3 separate regions of the Mus musculus genome follow, and all the other regions are linked to region 1. Evidence: chromatin contacts called from public Hi-C data. All regions are on one chromosome and are shown on one strand. The core of a region is the stretch at or near the end of the contact, and the rest is flanking DNA. Distances in the headings are between cores, read along the strand shown.

Region 1 (4,901 bases), core at 874-3,373:
GTATAATCTATCTATCTATCCATCCATCCATCTCTGAGAAAGTTTTGATATGTAGCCCTAGCTGTCCTGAAACTCACTTTGTAGACCAGGCTGGCCTCGAACTCCTACCGCCTACCTCTGCTTCTCTAGTGCTGGGATTAAAGGAGCATACCCGTTGTTTTCAGTAAGTGGAGTATCTTCAAGGTTCATGGACACTATGGGATCTTCTATCACTTTCTTCTTATGGTTGAATACCCCTTCATTCTCCTTTGCTCTCCTGTCAGTTGTCTCCGTCTTTCGTGAGAGCTCCCTTGGTCTTGTCCTACCAAGACCTGAGAGGGAACAGCTTTTCTTCTCCCTGGGTAGCCATCAGAGCTTTACAAAGAAGTGGCAAGCAGGTATGTTTGTAGTCGGGACTCTGGGAGGCAAAGGTCAGGCACAGATAGATATGCCTGGCAGCAAGCACATTCTAATGCGGACTCATCACAGAGGGTCGCAGGTGAATCCTGCTTGTGGGTGGAACGTGATGGAGAAGGATCTTGTCTTTGCGATGGTCCGGTCTGATTCTGGTGGTCTTCATGTACTTCCCACCTGAAGACTCTCTAGGAAAGTCCCAGCCCCCATCTCAGCCCACCCCTCAGCACTGAGACAGGACTTTGCAAGCAGGACCTCTGACTCCAGGAGAATGCTGTGTGGGCAGTCGGACTGCCCAGGATTATCTGTTTGCAGCACAAAACGCTGGCCGGGGGGGGGGGGGGGGGGGGGGGGGGGGGTGGGGGTGGGGCGCTCTCAGTGGGGGTCCCCAGAGAGCCAGGCCTGTAAGCTGTCACAGCAAGGCAATTCTTCCCAGCTCAGCGGTTTTCCAGAGTCAGGCCTGATGGCTCATCCTTTTCCTTGGGTTGACCTCTCTCTGGTCTCACCCAAGTGCACACACAGAGCTGCACAGAACCTGCTGACACACCCTTCAAATCTGTTTAGAGAGTTAGCTCTGGGCTGCTCAGAGATCTCCCCAGAAAGCTGTTCTGTCTAAGACAGGGGTTGCTAACCTGTGGGTCGTGACCCCTTGGTAAGGGGAAGGTCAAATGACCCTTTCACATCAGGTCGCCTAAGACCATCAGAAAGCACCGATATTTACATAACGATTCATAACAGTAGCAAAATTACAATCATGAAGTAGCAACATAAATAATGTGGTCGGGATCATTACAACTTGGGGAACTGTATTGAAGGACCACAGCATTAGGAAGGCTGAGAACCAGTGTGCTAAGAGGACAAGAGCCCACTGGCAGGTGCCCCCAACACATCCTCAGCACAAGCAGCCCGGTGCCACTTCCCTTTAGCCCACTGTCTGGGAATTTATCAAGGAGACTAATCAGGCTTTTAACTTGCACATCTTCCTGGTAGGGCTGCAGTGTGGAGCGTCAGGAGCTGAGAAGAGCCCTGGGTGTGCAGGGGTGCAGACAGGGAGGGGTGCTGTGAGAGAAGCCGAGAGTGTGGCTTCTATGCCAGCCAGCCAGCCAGGCTACACGTGCTGAATTTTGGAGTAGATCTGCAGACGTGAGCCCCAAGTTAGGGTCTAGTAGGGCAAATGGGAGGTTGACAAAACTGGACTTTGTCTAGCACTTTATGTATATAAGAGACGAATTAAAATACGATTGCTCTTCCTGTCCCCAACTCTTGTGTATCTTCTTTCTTCCTTTTCTCTCCACACTTTCTCTTCTCCACCGTTCCATATAACCTTTATTTGATTCTAGAAGTTAAAATAAAAAATAGTGCTCTTTTCTCCCCCATTTAAATATTTAAAAGGTTTTAAGAGGTCAGCCTTAGCACCTAGCCACAGTAACCCGATTTTCTGAGGACATGCTCTGTAGCCCTGGGCCTGGCTCACACACTCACTCAGCCAACGCTGGTGAAGTGTACGAAAGGTTGGATGACAATCTCTTTACTGTAGATTCATGTACTGGCTTTGTCTGGGACTAATCTCTCTGAGAATGAACACTAGTAAACACACGAGTCTGTATCATCAGGCGCCCGGAGATCCACAAAATCCCAAGGTGGTACCCAGGGTCTAGACTCCTAGTTTGTCTAGTCCCCGTTGCATCCTGGCTGCTTTGGCTTCTGGGAAGTTCAGTGGGCAGAGACTAATGGGGCTGTGGCGCCCTCTGCTGGCGCGTTTTCATGACTGCTCTCCCCACCCCTCTTCCCTTCCCGCCTGGGAATACAAGGTCTTTGTTTTGTATTGGATTTAGGAAAAGGTTCCGGTCTCACTCTAAGCCCTTTTCTCTGTCAAGGTCAAATCTGAGAGTGTTTTATGCTAATAAAACTGAGCGCCAGAGGGAGCGTCTAGGTACCAATAACCCCAATGAAAGGAGGGTCGACAGCCTCTCCGGTCTGTCCGGGGTGGGGGTGGGGGTGGGGCCTCAAATAGAAACGACTTCTACTCCAGGTCTGCTCTGTCGTCCCTTAAGAAAAGCAAGAGATGTTTCTCCCCGCTAGAAGAAACAACTCCGAGACGGTTCTTGCACAGAAGCAGGGCTGCACTTTCACTAACACATCACTTCGGTTCTCCCCTGAGGCTTGAGGAACAGCTGGACAGAAAGCCAAAGGATTCTGTCAGGGCTAAGCCTCCCCTCCCCCGGGAGCAGGTATTAGATTGTCCTGAAGGGCACTGGGCACAGCGGCTAAGCCGGAGACCCCATCCACACAGCAGACTTGAACTTTGGAGCCACCAAGCAGGGCTTCTTAGAGTGTATGTCCAGGGCAGGTTCCCACTCTGTAGGTCAGAGCCAGCGAAGTGCCTTTCTGACAAGTGCTCAGACAGCGATGATGCCAGCAGTCCTAGGCTTCCCTGTGAGAAGCAAGTGCAAAGAGGAAACTGCCAACCAATGCGAGCCCTGTTCAAATCCCAGCTCAGCCGCCTGCGACATGACCTTGGAAGGAATTACTTTCACCCGTCTCTTGGCTTGTTTTGTTCTGTATAAAGTGGTACAACCCTTTGAATGACTTCACAGAATGCGAAAAGATTCCATGTTTTTTTTTTTAAATAATAAAATGAAGCAATGCCAGTTGTCACGTGTACTCAGCCTGTCTGCCTGCCACACTATTGATACATTGTGTTTGCCTTCCCACCTGGTAACTGTCATGGTCACCCAAGTCTAGGGGAGACAAGAGCAACTTTGCTGTTAAATAACTTGCCCTCTAGAGAAGACAGACCCGAGTCACAGAGGCTGTGCTATCTGCAGAGCTGGTGACAAGTCTGCTTCCAGGGCTAGGCAGACCAAGGAAGGCAAGGAATGCTGGGAGTGAGAACTAGTATTTACATACAATAAATAAGGCAATTTCCAGTGAGGGGGCCGTGGGGACAGCGGAGGAGCAAGAAGAGCCCTGAAACAAGAGTGGACATAATACATTTGAAGAAATGCTAAGAGAACAGTGTGGCTAGATCCAGAGAGTGAGGCGACAGTAACACGGGGCTGGGAGTGGTGAAGATGGAGACGGATGAGCCCGGGTGGTGTGGGTGCGTGTTTTTAACCTCAGCACTCTGGAGGCAGAGGCAGGTGGATCGCAAGTTCAAGGCCGCCTGGTCTACAGAGTGAGTTCCAGGGCTCTGTAGGTAGCCAGGGCTACCCAGAGAAACCCTGCCTCGAGAAAATAAAACAAACAGCAAACAGAAATAAGGACAACAAAAACAACAAACAAACAAACAAACAAACACCACTGGGAACTTCTGAGCTTAAGGGTAGCAGACCTAACAAGATGGGAAAGAGCAGGCAGCTCCAGCTGGTTGTGACTCCAGGGACTCCCTTGAGCCTATCATAATTTGACTTCTAGGGAAGACTACTGCTGAGGTTTTTCTGCATCCTGCTGAGGTTTTTTCAGCTCAGGCCTCTGTGCTCATACAAACATGGAATTTGACCCCATAGAGCCATGTTTGTCTTTTGTAAGACTTTTTATTTTATGTGTGTGAGTGTTTTGCTTCTATGTATGTATGCACCACGTGTGTGCCTGGTGCCTGAGGAGGTCAGAAGAGAGCACTGCATCCCTGCGACTGGAGTTACAGACGATGGTCAGCCTCTGCGTTGGTGCTAAGAATTGAACCTGGGTCCTCGGCAAGAACAAGAACAAGGGCTCTTAACTGCTGAGCTGTCTCTTTACCTGTCGTAGCTAGTAGCTGAATATTGCATTAAATACATCTTGACACACACACACACATACATACACACACACACACACACACACACACACCCACCACTATATAGTGGCCCTGGCTGTCAGGGATTCATTATATAAAACAGGCTGGCTCTAAAGTCACCCAAAGATTTGCCCACCACTCCTTCCTACCTCCTGAGTGTTGGGATCAAAAGAGTATGTCACCATATCTGCCTCAGTATGTATAATTTTTAATATCAGTAGAGCATTTCTATCTGGTGTCCACTTACATTGTTCCAACGTTTTGTTTTGTTTTGTTTTGTTTTGTTTTGTTTTGTTTTGTTTTGTTTTGTTTGAGACAGGGTCTCTTTGTATAGTCCTGGATGTCTCAGAACTCACTTTATAGACCAGGCTGGCCTTGAACTCACAGAGATCAACCTGCCTCTGCCTCCCAAGTACTGGGATTAAAGGCGTGCACCCTCCTCCCCTTGCTGTTTCAAACTTTTAAATATATATAATGAACAACTCTGATGAACCTTCTAGTAAAATCTTGGCACACATTTTTCCCTGTCTTTAAGGCAAGTGATAGTTTATAACTGCCCCCAGAAAGACTGTATTCGAATCTCTCTTAGGGCTGCTCTTCTCTGCTTAGTTACTGTCCACAAGAAGCAACACATTGTGCTCCCCACTTTTGAAAGCCGATAGCAGCAGAGACGATTTTCTATTCTACTCTATTTGGATGTCTTTACTTTTTTCTTGCCCAACGGCTTTGT
Region 2 (4,901 bases), core at 619-3,118, 430 kb after region 1:
CAAGGACTTCATTCCATTTTGTGAGGGTGCCTCTTTACTTCATAGCTTCTTTTGCTGTATAAAAGTTTTAAAAATTTAAAAATCACTTTAGTGTATGTATGTATGTATGTATGTATGTATGTATGTATGTATGTATGTATATGTGTGTGTGTGTGTGTGTGTGTGTGTGTGTGTGTGTATGTATGTGTGTGTATGTATGTACCACAGTGATTGTGCAGTGGTCAGAGGACAACTTGTGGGAGTCGGTTCCTTACTTCTGCCCTGTGGGTCTGGGGACTGAATTCAGCTCTTTATGCTTTATGGTTTGTACCCTGGCCCACTTGGCCATGTCTCACCGGCTCTGTGCAGAAGCTTTTTAATGTCATGAGGTCTCATCTCCCAATTGTTGGCATCTGTACTCTTTTAGTAACAACTTGTGCTGAACACTTACTACAGTTACTTTCCTAAGTGCTTCTAGCAAGGGGAGTTTAACTTTTTAACAGTTGCTACACACCGGGGATCTACAAATGTCTTGGACTATGTTAGTTACCACTCTCAGACTCATGTGGCCTGTGGCCAACAGCTAGACCACACCTGTTAGACCTTATATTTGTTTTTTAAATTTTTAGTTAAACCTCAAACAGTGCTTTCTCTCACTTATCCTACCACGGTCTTACAAGGGTATCTGGAACAAGATACAGTATCCTTTAAGAAGGCTCCTTTGCCTGGGATGTTAAGTTACTTGTCTCACAGCTAATCCCCAGAAGTGCTGGAATGCAAATCTAATTTCAAGTTCGAAGAGCTCTCCACTGTGATGCCCGACCAAGTATCACCTGTGTGTATGTGGCTTAGCTTGTCACACCTTTATAGAATATAAAATAACCTGGATGAAAGGCAAACATTTATTCCAAACTCACCTTCATACTTAACAGGTACTTATCCGTGTGGTATTTCATTTCAGTCACATAACAGCCCTTTAAGGATTTCATATTCAAGATGAAGGATCTGGAACATTATAACAACTGAGTGATTTTTTTTCGCCCTCTCAAATGTGCATGGCTGAGAAATAACTGAGGAAAAAAAATTAAAGCTTAGTTTCAATTCCCTTTTTTTGAAAGATTTATTTTAATTTATGTGCATACAAACATGTGTGTGTGTGAGTGTATGTGTGAGTGTGTGTGTGTGTGCTTGCACCTACCCTTGTGTGCAGGGGCCCCTGGAGGCCAGAAGAGTAGGCTGGATGTCCTGGAGTTGGAGATGAATGTGAGTGCTCAACGTGGGTGCTAGCAACTAAGTTCTAGTCCTCTTCAAGTGGCTTGACATCCTGCTCCAGTCGCATCAATTTTCAGTTTTCTTTGGAACTTTGATACTCTCCACAAAGATTTAAAGATGGGAAATTTGATGAATAAGGCTGGGGCTGTGTGATTTGGAGAAGGAAAGGCTGCTGAGCTGCATGGTGGGTATCCCCTGTCTTAAAACGACTGAGATGGGATTCTAAGGCGCACGCATGCATGTGTGCATGTGTGTGTGTGTTATCCCTTAGGAAGGACATCTGAGCTTTAGAATATTGGTGTATACTACTATGAGGTCCCTGAGGACCTCCTTTCCTCAGAGAAGAAATACCACGTGTTCCAGGAAAACCAAAACTTTCAGACTCTCCAAACATGGTTAGTGAGTTGGTGCAGTGCAGTGGCTGGGTGCTCCGGGTCTTATATAATACAGAATTTTATCCAGCAGTAGAGAGCTCAGAAAGCTTTAGGTCTGTAAATGAAAGAACTGTATATCAGCAGGGGCCTTGGCTTGAGCTTTCCTGGCACGGTCATGGCTTCACCTGCAGGCCTGGAATCCTTCCAGAGGCTCTTTCCAGCTCATTGGCTCTGAGTGCTTGAATGTCTGCTCTTGTTCAGAATATGTCTCTCAGACTTCCCCACTGCGTGGCGAGGAATGACTCAGTGTGGGGGTGCAGAATATGTGTCTGTTTATCTGTCTCATAGCCAATGTGGAAAATTTTTTTGACATCTCATGCTTGTCTTCAAAAAAAAAAAAATGACTGCAAATTTGAACTTCCCTTCAGAATGTTTGTGCTGATGTTAAATTAAAATTCTATTGAAAATAGCTTATAAAAGAAAGAAAATCATGCTTCATGATCATCCTGTGGCATCCTGCCCTGTTCCTGGAGCAACCAGCCTCCTGTGCGGGAAGCACTGGACCACACTTCTTAAAGTTGTGAATGCTGATGTTCTCACCTTAATCCATTGGCGTTTTCCCCTGTGTAGTCAAGTGATACTGTTTCTCCATTTCCTCTAAGTCCTGGGTCAATGCAGGCACTGCATTGAGTGTCAAGGAGGATTTGTTGATTTCACAGCAGTAATAAATATTCAAGTCTCTTCCTGGTGATGTGTGTAGAATACTTTGTGGGTGCATTTTCTCGTACATCTAGAGAAGTAGCAATTATTAACACCTATGGAGCATTTACTATATTTAAATTATTTGTAAGTTTTAGATATGATTTTTTTTATCTTCATCATAATTCTGTAAGGTAGGGTTCTGTGATCATCTCTGCAGATGAAGAAATGTTATGATATGGATGTTACTAACAGGTTTATATAGTGAACAGATGGTAGAACAGGGTCTCCTGTTCAGACAGTTATTCCAGGACTGAGGTGTGCTTCTCTTCTGAGGCGTTGACAGCCATTGATCTGCAGCAGAGAGAATACCCTGAGAACGCTAAAGACTTTTATTTCCCGTAGCTGCTGTGTGAGTCTTCTTTGCCCCTTGGCACTTGACATGGGGCCTAAAGTCACAGACACAACCCTCTATGGGTGCACTCATCCTGACTCTGAGAGTACCAGTTAAATGGGAGGCCGAGTGGCTGAGAAGTAGGACCCCTCTGCCAGCCCAGGGCTGCCAAGGAAGCTTGGAGTCCTTCTTGAATGATGGGGTGTCTCTTTAGTTATCGGTTGCAGTTCAGGATGCAGGAAGAACAGGTCTGTGGGAGGCCAGACAAATGGCAACAAAAGGAATCCATTGTCAAGATTATCTATAGGGCACTATGGTCTAGTGGCCTATAGATTGTGCCAACTTCTATTTCTAAGCCTTCAGGAAGTCCCAGGGCCGGTACTGGTGACTTAGATTATCTGTGCCAGGCTAATTGACTTTGGCACAGGCACCCCTTTTTTTCTGGCACCCCACATCTCTATAATTGGAACTCTTGGCCAGAGCATACTTCTGTGTCTTTCCTGTTACCCAGCTTCATCCAAAGGAAGGCTGAGGACTTTGTTGATCAATAACTGGTTAAGGCTATAAAGATAGCTGACCTGTAAGATTGGCTTTAGGGGCCCTGCACTCTTTGATTAATTCTTAGTGTCACTAGAAAGAGACACAGTACCCCAGATACTGCTGGGGAAATAAAAAAACACGTAAGGAAACTATCCAGTCTCCCCCACCTGGACTGAGTTTTAAAAATTATTGAAATTTAATGTTTTTCTTTCACTCTTTTTTGGAATGTGTCTTTCAGTTATAGCTAGTGACCCTGGCTTAACAAGACTTTTTTTTAAACAATTTTTTATTAGATATTTTCTTTATTTACATTTCAAATGCTATTTAACAAGACTTATACATAATGTGGGCCCATCTTTGCTCCTTTGTGCCTATGAGACACCATCTACTCACTCTTTGGCCAAATTCCTTCAGTCACAGCCTCAACATTCTTTTACTGTTTTCGAGTTTCTGTCTAAAAGTGTAATCCTATATTTGTTGTGCAAACGGTTGGATGGAATCATGGTGAAGCTATCGCTGCTCTGCATTTGAGATGTTTATAAAGAAAACATAACTGAGCTGGTACTACATGCCAGGCACAGGGTATGGAATAAGCACAGAGAGCCCATGCCCTTATGGAGGCTAAAGCTAGAGCCTCCGTCTAATATTGGGATATTTCCAGTCCGCTTTCTATTTGAAGATGTGTTCCTAGTTGTAGCACACCCCCCCCCCCCGTTATGTTTTCCACCCTGGCCATTTTAAACTTTCTGGTGTCTCTCAAGTCCCTTCCCAGATGCTTATTCGAGAGGCAATTAGTAGAACTAGTCAATCGGCTTCGGGAAGTTTTCCTTCTTGGGTCCCATGTGTATAAACTCACGTGTGGTCTTTGCCTTCTTTATTCCTCTCTCAGAGGAATGTATCTCTTCCCTTAGTGAGGTTCAGACGTGGGGTCCCCTATCCTGGGTTCTACATGTCTGGTCTGAGATTCCTCCCTTCAGCTTCTCTTCAGTGTCTAGGTTCCTCCACTTGACCCAGCACATTCATATATGTCGCCTTGTTCACTCTAAACTGATTCTTTAAACCTGAATGCCAGCCGTACACCCAGCCCTGTTCCACCCATTTAGCCCCGGAGAAAGAACTGCTTGCTTGTTGTCTCTTTTGTCTTGCTTTTGTTATTACACCATTTCTTTCTTTCTTTTTTAATTGGATATTTTATTTATTTACATTTCAAATGTTATCCCCTTTCCTGGTTTTCCCTTCCACAAACCCCCCCATCCCATCACCCTCCCGATGCTTCTGTGAGGGTGCTCCCCCACCCACTCACCCACTCCCGACTCACTGCCCTAGCATTTCCCTACACTGAGGCATTGAGCCTTCACAGGACCAAGGGCCTCCCCTCCCATTGATGCTAGATAAGACAATCCTCTGTTACATATGCAGCTAGAGCCATGGGTCCCTCCACATTTCTAAGTCTGCCTTGAACATGGCTCCACTGAAATGGTTCATGCTAAGACCCTCAGACCTAATAGTCCAATCCAGTAACCCAGAGAATATCTTTCACTTGTTGCCTTTCTCACCATGCCCTGAAGTTTGTAATTGTCGGCTGTGCCTGTTTTTGCAGCTGTCACCTCCTCTGGTTTACAGAGCACTGCTTCCTCCCAGTT
Region 3 (4,901 bases), core at 1,585-4,084, 330 kb after region 1:
CTAAACATAGAAATACTTCCTCTGAATAACTTCTTGTGCATGAATTTATGTGCATGTAAGCCAACTACTTCAGATTCCACATTGTATGCAGAAACCTGGAGCCAGGGAGATAAAAATGACTCAGACAAAATTAAATGACAACGAAGCTGTGGCAAAACCAAAAAGAAAACTATCTGGTTCTTGGCCCTAGTTGTGTGCTACTAATTTCTAGGTTTCTTCAAACATATTTAGACGTGTGTGCATATGACAAGTCCAGTTCTAGAACAGACTACCAAAACATTAGTAAAAATTTACATGGGTTACATGTGAAGGATATGTACAATAATAAGGTCTAGAATATCCAGCTCTGAACACTTGTCAGCCAATTATCATATATACTAACATGGTCCTCTCTCTAACATTGTATAAAAACAGTAAGAGAAAGTGTATACAGACAGAAGATAAAATGTAACCACAATGTATTCCAATTTATAGTCATTTTTAGACTCTCATCAACTTTTGTTATAAGTGATCAGCTAACCTGAACTAGCAGACAGGTGGACTACCAGGCAGCAAAGCTTTTAATCCAACCTGCTGAGAATGAATTGAGTAACTCTGCGTCAGTTCCCACCTCTTTGCTTTAATTCCCCCATTTAGCAAAAAGGAAGAGAAAAAAGAAAGAAAGAAAAAAAAACATTTAGAAACACCAGCAAAATTCTAAGTAGTATATACATAAATTTCTAAGAACTAGCTATAAGGAGAGTTGCTTTTTTTATATAACTAAAAAGACCCTACAGATTATTTAATCCACTCATTTTGTAGATAAGGAATTTGAGGCAAAAAGATGGCCTTATCTGCCCTAAATTGTTTAATAATTTTTAGTGACAGAACTGAGGCAAGAATTCAAATGTCTGGGATCTTTCCTGAAGTCAACTGAACTGTCCAAAAGACAACTTATAAACCATGAAAAGATGGTCTTGAATTATAAAGCACAGAACCTATTTGGAAGTATGAAAGCCAAGCCATAAATACAATATGCTGATCACTAACAGCATATTAGACAAACAAAACTGCAGGACAGCATCTCAACACTGTGTGATTCCAGATACTTCAAATTGGTCATCTTATATTCAACCACATTACTATGTCTTTTATGGTCATGTGTAGCAGAAACATTCTGCTAGCTTGATATTTTGGAAAGCCACAGCTAACCCATGCATACAGCATGTTTAACGTTGCCACAGCCTTTCCTGAATAGAAAATCATCATTCAGGTTTAATTTAAAAGATGGTTACTCGGAATGCAGAAAGGGAAAGTTTCTTTAGTGTGTTCATCACTTTAAACCTGCTGAGTGACAACCGGGTAGCTTAACCACGAAAACCAGAAACAGCAGTGCAATCTGAAACAACCTACACACTCAGGACAAGCAGAGAGTACGGTTCAAGGAAAAGCTGTCGGTAAATCTACTGCTACCAAACACTTGAACTGGGGCTGGTGCAAGGGCTACGGCTAGGGCTGGGTGTCTCTCCCATCTCTGCCCCCCACCCACAACCCCTCGATTTTGTTTTGTTTTGTTTTTCATTCATTAGCTCATCTTCTACTAAGCTTTTTCATATCTTTCTCTCAACACTTGCTTCACACAACAGGAAGGAAATGAAATCCCATTCACTTGGTTTTGTGCCTTGTTCCATTCTACCTTCCTGAGGACTCAGCAGCAAGTGCCTTTAATTAATCACCTAAGAATTACGTCCAGATAGCTCAACTCTATAAACTTACTGTGGATATCTAAAGAGGTCCAAAGGAGCCTACTGAGTCACATAACCAGGCGCTATATATTGGATAAACTTGTCAAAAAGCATTTTCTGCAACAACAACAACAACAACCAAAAAAAGATGTGGACAGCTGACCTAGGATAGATGGGGGACTAAGAATGCATCGGAGCCCAAGGAAAGATGAGAAACGCCAGCCTCTGAGGCAGACGACTTGTGATCCTTACCGAACACCCGGACCCAGCTCTGCTGCTGGCACACTGACTCCAGAAGGATCCGATCCAGCATGCCACCGGCCACTGCTCCGCTGACTGGGACGACCGCGTCCAGATCCTCCGGGGGCAGCGGCGAGTCGGACTCCAGCCCCGTGAACATCTCCGGCCACGACAGCGCCTCCGCGGCTCCTCCGGACGACGGAGACAGCTCCATGGTGTCCCAGAGGGAGCAGGCGGCGGCGGCGGGGCGGGCTTCCCGGCTGCGGGAAAGGGACGACGGCGCGGCCACCAGCACCCGAACGGCTGCGGGCGCGGACACCGCTCACCTCCTTCCCCGCCGCCCACCGCCCGAAGGCCGGGCGCCGCAGCCCACCTGCAAGCGGAGGGTGGGACCCGGGCCGGGAGGCGGGTCCAGCGTGGTCCGGAGCGGAGGCGGGTCCCGGCTCAGGTGCGGGTCCGGAGCGGACGCGGAGCACCCGGGAGCGCGGGCTCACCTCCCGCCCCCACGCAGCCCTGCTCAACCCCCGCGGGCGCGTTCGCGGGCCGCCCGGGCTTGGGCTGAGGATGGAGCTCGGCCAGGCAGGGCTGGGCTCGGGGGCGTCGCCGCCAGGGGCCGCCCCCTCTGACCGGCTCCCGCCGCCGTCGCCTCGGGGGCTCAAAGCGCCGGCTCCCTCAGCCTGAGGGGCGCGCCCCGGCCCAGCTTCTGTCCGCCTGGCGTCGGCTTGCTCCCGCGGAACGCGCAGGCCGGCCCGCTAACTCTCAGGCCGCCGCTCCGGCCGCTGCTTGGGCTCCTCCGGCTCGCGCTCCTCTGAGAAACCCACAAGCCCGGCAGCCGCGGCGCTGGCGGCGGCGGCAGGCGGCATCCCAGGGTGATAGGCCGAAGCAATCGAGTGCCGAGCTCACGGCCGCGTGTGCAATCCAGTAACCGAGCGGAGGAGGAACTGCCGCCGAAGACAGCAAAAATCGGGCACCGAAATACTCAGCGGGCCAGGCCCGCCTACTTTCCTAAGACTATCCTGCTCCGACCGCCTCTCGGTGCGGGGATCCTCGAGCTGCTGGTGGAAGCAGAGACGGTGTTGGGGAGGCGGAGAGAAAACGGGGTGCGGGAAATTTAAAAAGATGGGAAAGGCGCTTCCCTTTTATCTTAGCCCCTATCCTGTTGATTTCTGGACCAATGCTTCTTTCTCGGACGAAGAACATGAAGACGCTGCTTTATCTAACAGTCACCTCGGAAGAAACGCCATGGTTCCTCCACAAGGGAGATCTGGCCCCGCGTCTTGGATCCTGAGATCTGTGCGAGATCCCGGCTTTGCGCCCTGTCCGCCCTGGAGCTGGATTTATCATCAGTTTAGAATAGCATGGCTACGATGTGTGGTGCGGATGGATGGACGAGCCCCGCAAGTACATGAAATGCCCCAAAGCCCCAGCATTAACCAAACAAGCTTCTCTTTTTTGCCTTTGATCTTTGCAATCTGTTGGCTTCTCTTCTAACAGTGTCACTTGGGTTTTATTTTTGGTCTATGTGTAAACTGTCTTCCTCCTTAACATTGGCTTCGTTTTGTGCCCACCCAAAGCGGGATTCACCAATCCAGATTTCAGAGATTTTAGGCATAAGTAAATAAATAAATAAATAAATAAATAAATAATAGTAATAATAATAATTTCGGGTAGAAATTTACCAATTTAAATTATGTTGACAAATCAGGTTTTTCAACAATTTATGAACATGGCTACTTCAAACCAATCAGGAATTTTTCATAATTAGATGATGCTAAAAAATATTTGGGGGAGGGTTTTTGTTGTGTCCCAGCCCACCCCAGCCCTCATTTCTCTCTACTTTGACCTTCTATAAGAGGTCAATCTAATTTTCTAGGTTTTAGGAATTCTCATGTGTTTTTGTGTTTTATGGGAGTTATAGCATGCATTTTATAATTTTCTCCCAAATTTTACATAGAGTAATAGCATGTTAAAACAAGAAGTGACTTTAAAGATCCTCTCACCCTTCCTCTTGTTTAACAGGTGCAGACAGGACAGTCCACATCACCTGCCAAAGCAGCCAGCAATGCAACAGGTACGTCTTACAAGCTCTCAGTGATACTGATTTCTTCAACTCTGATCCTTCAAGAACTCTGTGATTAGATTTGTTAATCTGGTGCTTAGCAATGAAGTAGAGTAATCCCTCCCGGTATATAGAAGCCCACTTGCTTGCTATCTGACTACAGTCAGCTCTCCAATTTTAATAAATGAGAGATAAGGAAGCTAGAAGTTACAGGACCCAGCCCTAAACAAATCTAGTGTTTTCTTTCTCCCTTCTTTCCTTCCTTCCTTCCTTCCTTCCTTCCTTCCTTCCTTCCTTCCTTCCTTCCTTCCTTCCGTTTAGTTTCAAGACAGGGTTCCTCTGTGTACCAGCCCTGGCTGCCCTGGAACATGCTTTGTAGGCCAGGCTGGCTCTGAACTCAAAGAAATAGGCCTGCCTCTGCCTCCCGAGTGCTGGGATTAAAGGTGTTGGCCACCATACCCAACTCAACTCCAATTTGTAAAGATCTCTGAAGGGACATTGTCCTTTTGCAGTAGAGGGAGGGAAGGAGAGAGAGAGAAAACCCTTGGCATAGGATTTCCATTTGTATTGAATTATTGTTGATGTCTCAAAGAGTAAGTGAATATGGACACCAGCCGTACAAATCAAAGTATCTACTCATATGTATGGATGTATTTACCCAAGCTGTTATCCCCAAAGCAGCATTAGGAGTGGTATATAAAATGAAGGGAAAAAGGTTTTCCAAAAATTGATCTAAGTGCCATCATGTCTCTTAAGGGAAAGGCTCTGTCAAACTCCCTCTTATCCTGCTTCCTTAGTAACCTCTGTTTCCATCCAGACCACTAAAACTAGTCACTACTTCACTTTGGCATCCTGAGCTCGTACTAGTTGCACACCAT

What was found. A called contact is a pair of places that touch in the nucleus more often than the background predicts.
Region 2: a contact with region 1 is called in a Hi-C map of the N1E-115 cell line, with 10 times the contacts expected there. The contact joins two enhancer-like sites. A contact is called at or near these places in 3 of 39 promoter capture datasets (3T3-L1-derived adipocytes, embryonic stem cells and liver), 2 of 484 Hi-C or Micro-C datasets (the G1E-ER4 cell line and the N1E-115 cell line) and 1 of 9 other capture datasets (pancreatic islet).
Region 3: a contact with region 1 is called in a Hi-C map of the N1E-115 cell line, with 4 times the contacts expected there. The contact joins the promoter of Rasal2 here to the enhancer-like site in region 1. A contact is called at or near these places in 3 of 484 Hi-C or Micro-C datasets (the N1E-115 cell line and embryonic stem cells) and 6 of 115 datasets of contacts at active chromatin or transcription factors (the NIH/3T3 cell line, astrocytes, bone marrow-derived macrophages and 2 more).

Annotation. Positions count from the first base shown.
Region 1 is chr1:157,084,163-157,089,063 of GRCm38.p6, forward strand. No RefSeq gene overlaps it. Among named protein-coding and RNA genes, the nearest start is that of Gm30568, 5.0 kb to the left of the region's middle. Within about 2 kb of position 2,124, at least 53 of the 459 cell types and tissues checked have an H3K27ac peak or open chromatin away from gene starts, as enhancers often do. A contact at or near this core is called in the N1E-115 cell line and liver, where this site is marked.
Region 2 is chr1:157,516,488-157,521,388 of GRCm38.p6, forward strand. It overlaps a transcript of Sec16b not described here. Among named protein-coding and RNA genes, the nearest start is that of Gm15486, 7.2 kb to the left of the region's middle. Within about 2 kb of position 1,869, at least 94 of the 459 cell types and tissues checked have an H3K27ac peak or open chromatin away from gene starts, as enhancers often do. A contact at or near this core is called in the N1E-115 cell line and liver, where this site is marked.
Region 3 is chr1:157,409,761-157,414,661 of GRCm38.p6, forward strand. Rasal2 (RAS protein activator like 2) reads right to left here and starts at 2,835. Exons shown (of 18, transcript NM_177644.5): 1 at 1,977-2,835. The coding sequence starts at 2,178. 2810025M15Rik (RIKEN cDNA 2810025M15 gene) reads left to right here and starts at 2,592. Exons shown (of 3, transcript NR_027984.1): 1 at 2,592-3,365; 2 at 3,984-4,035.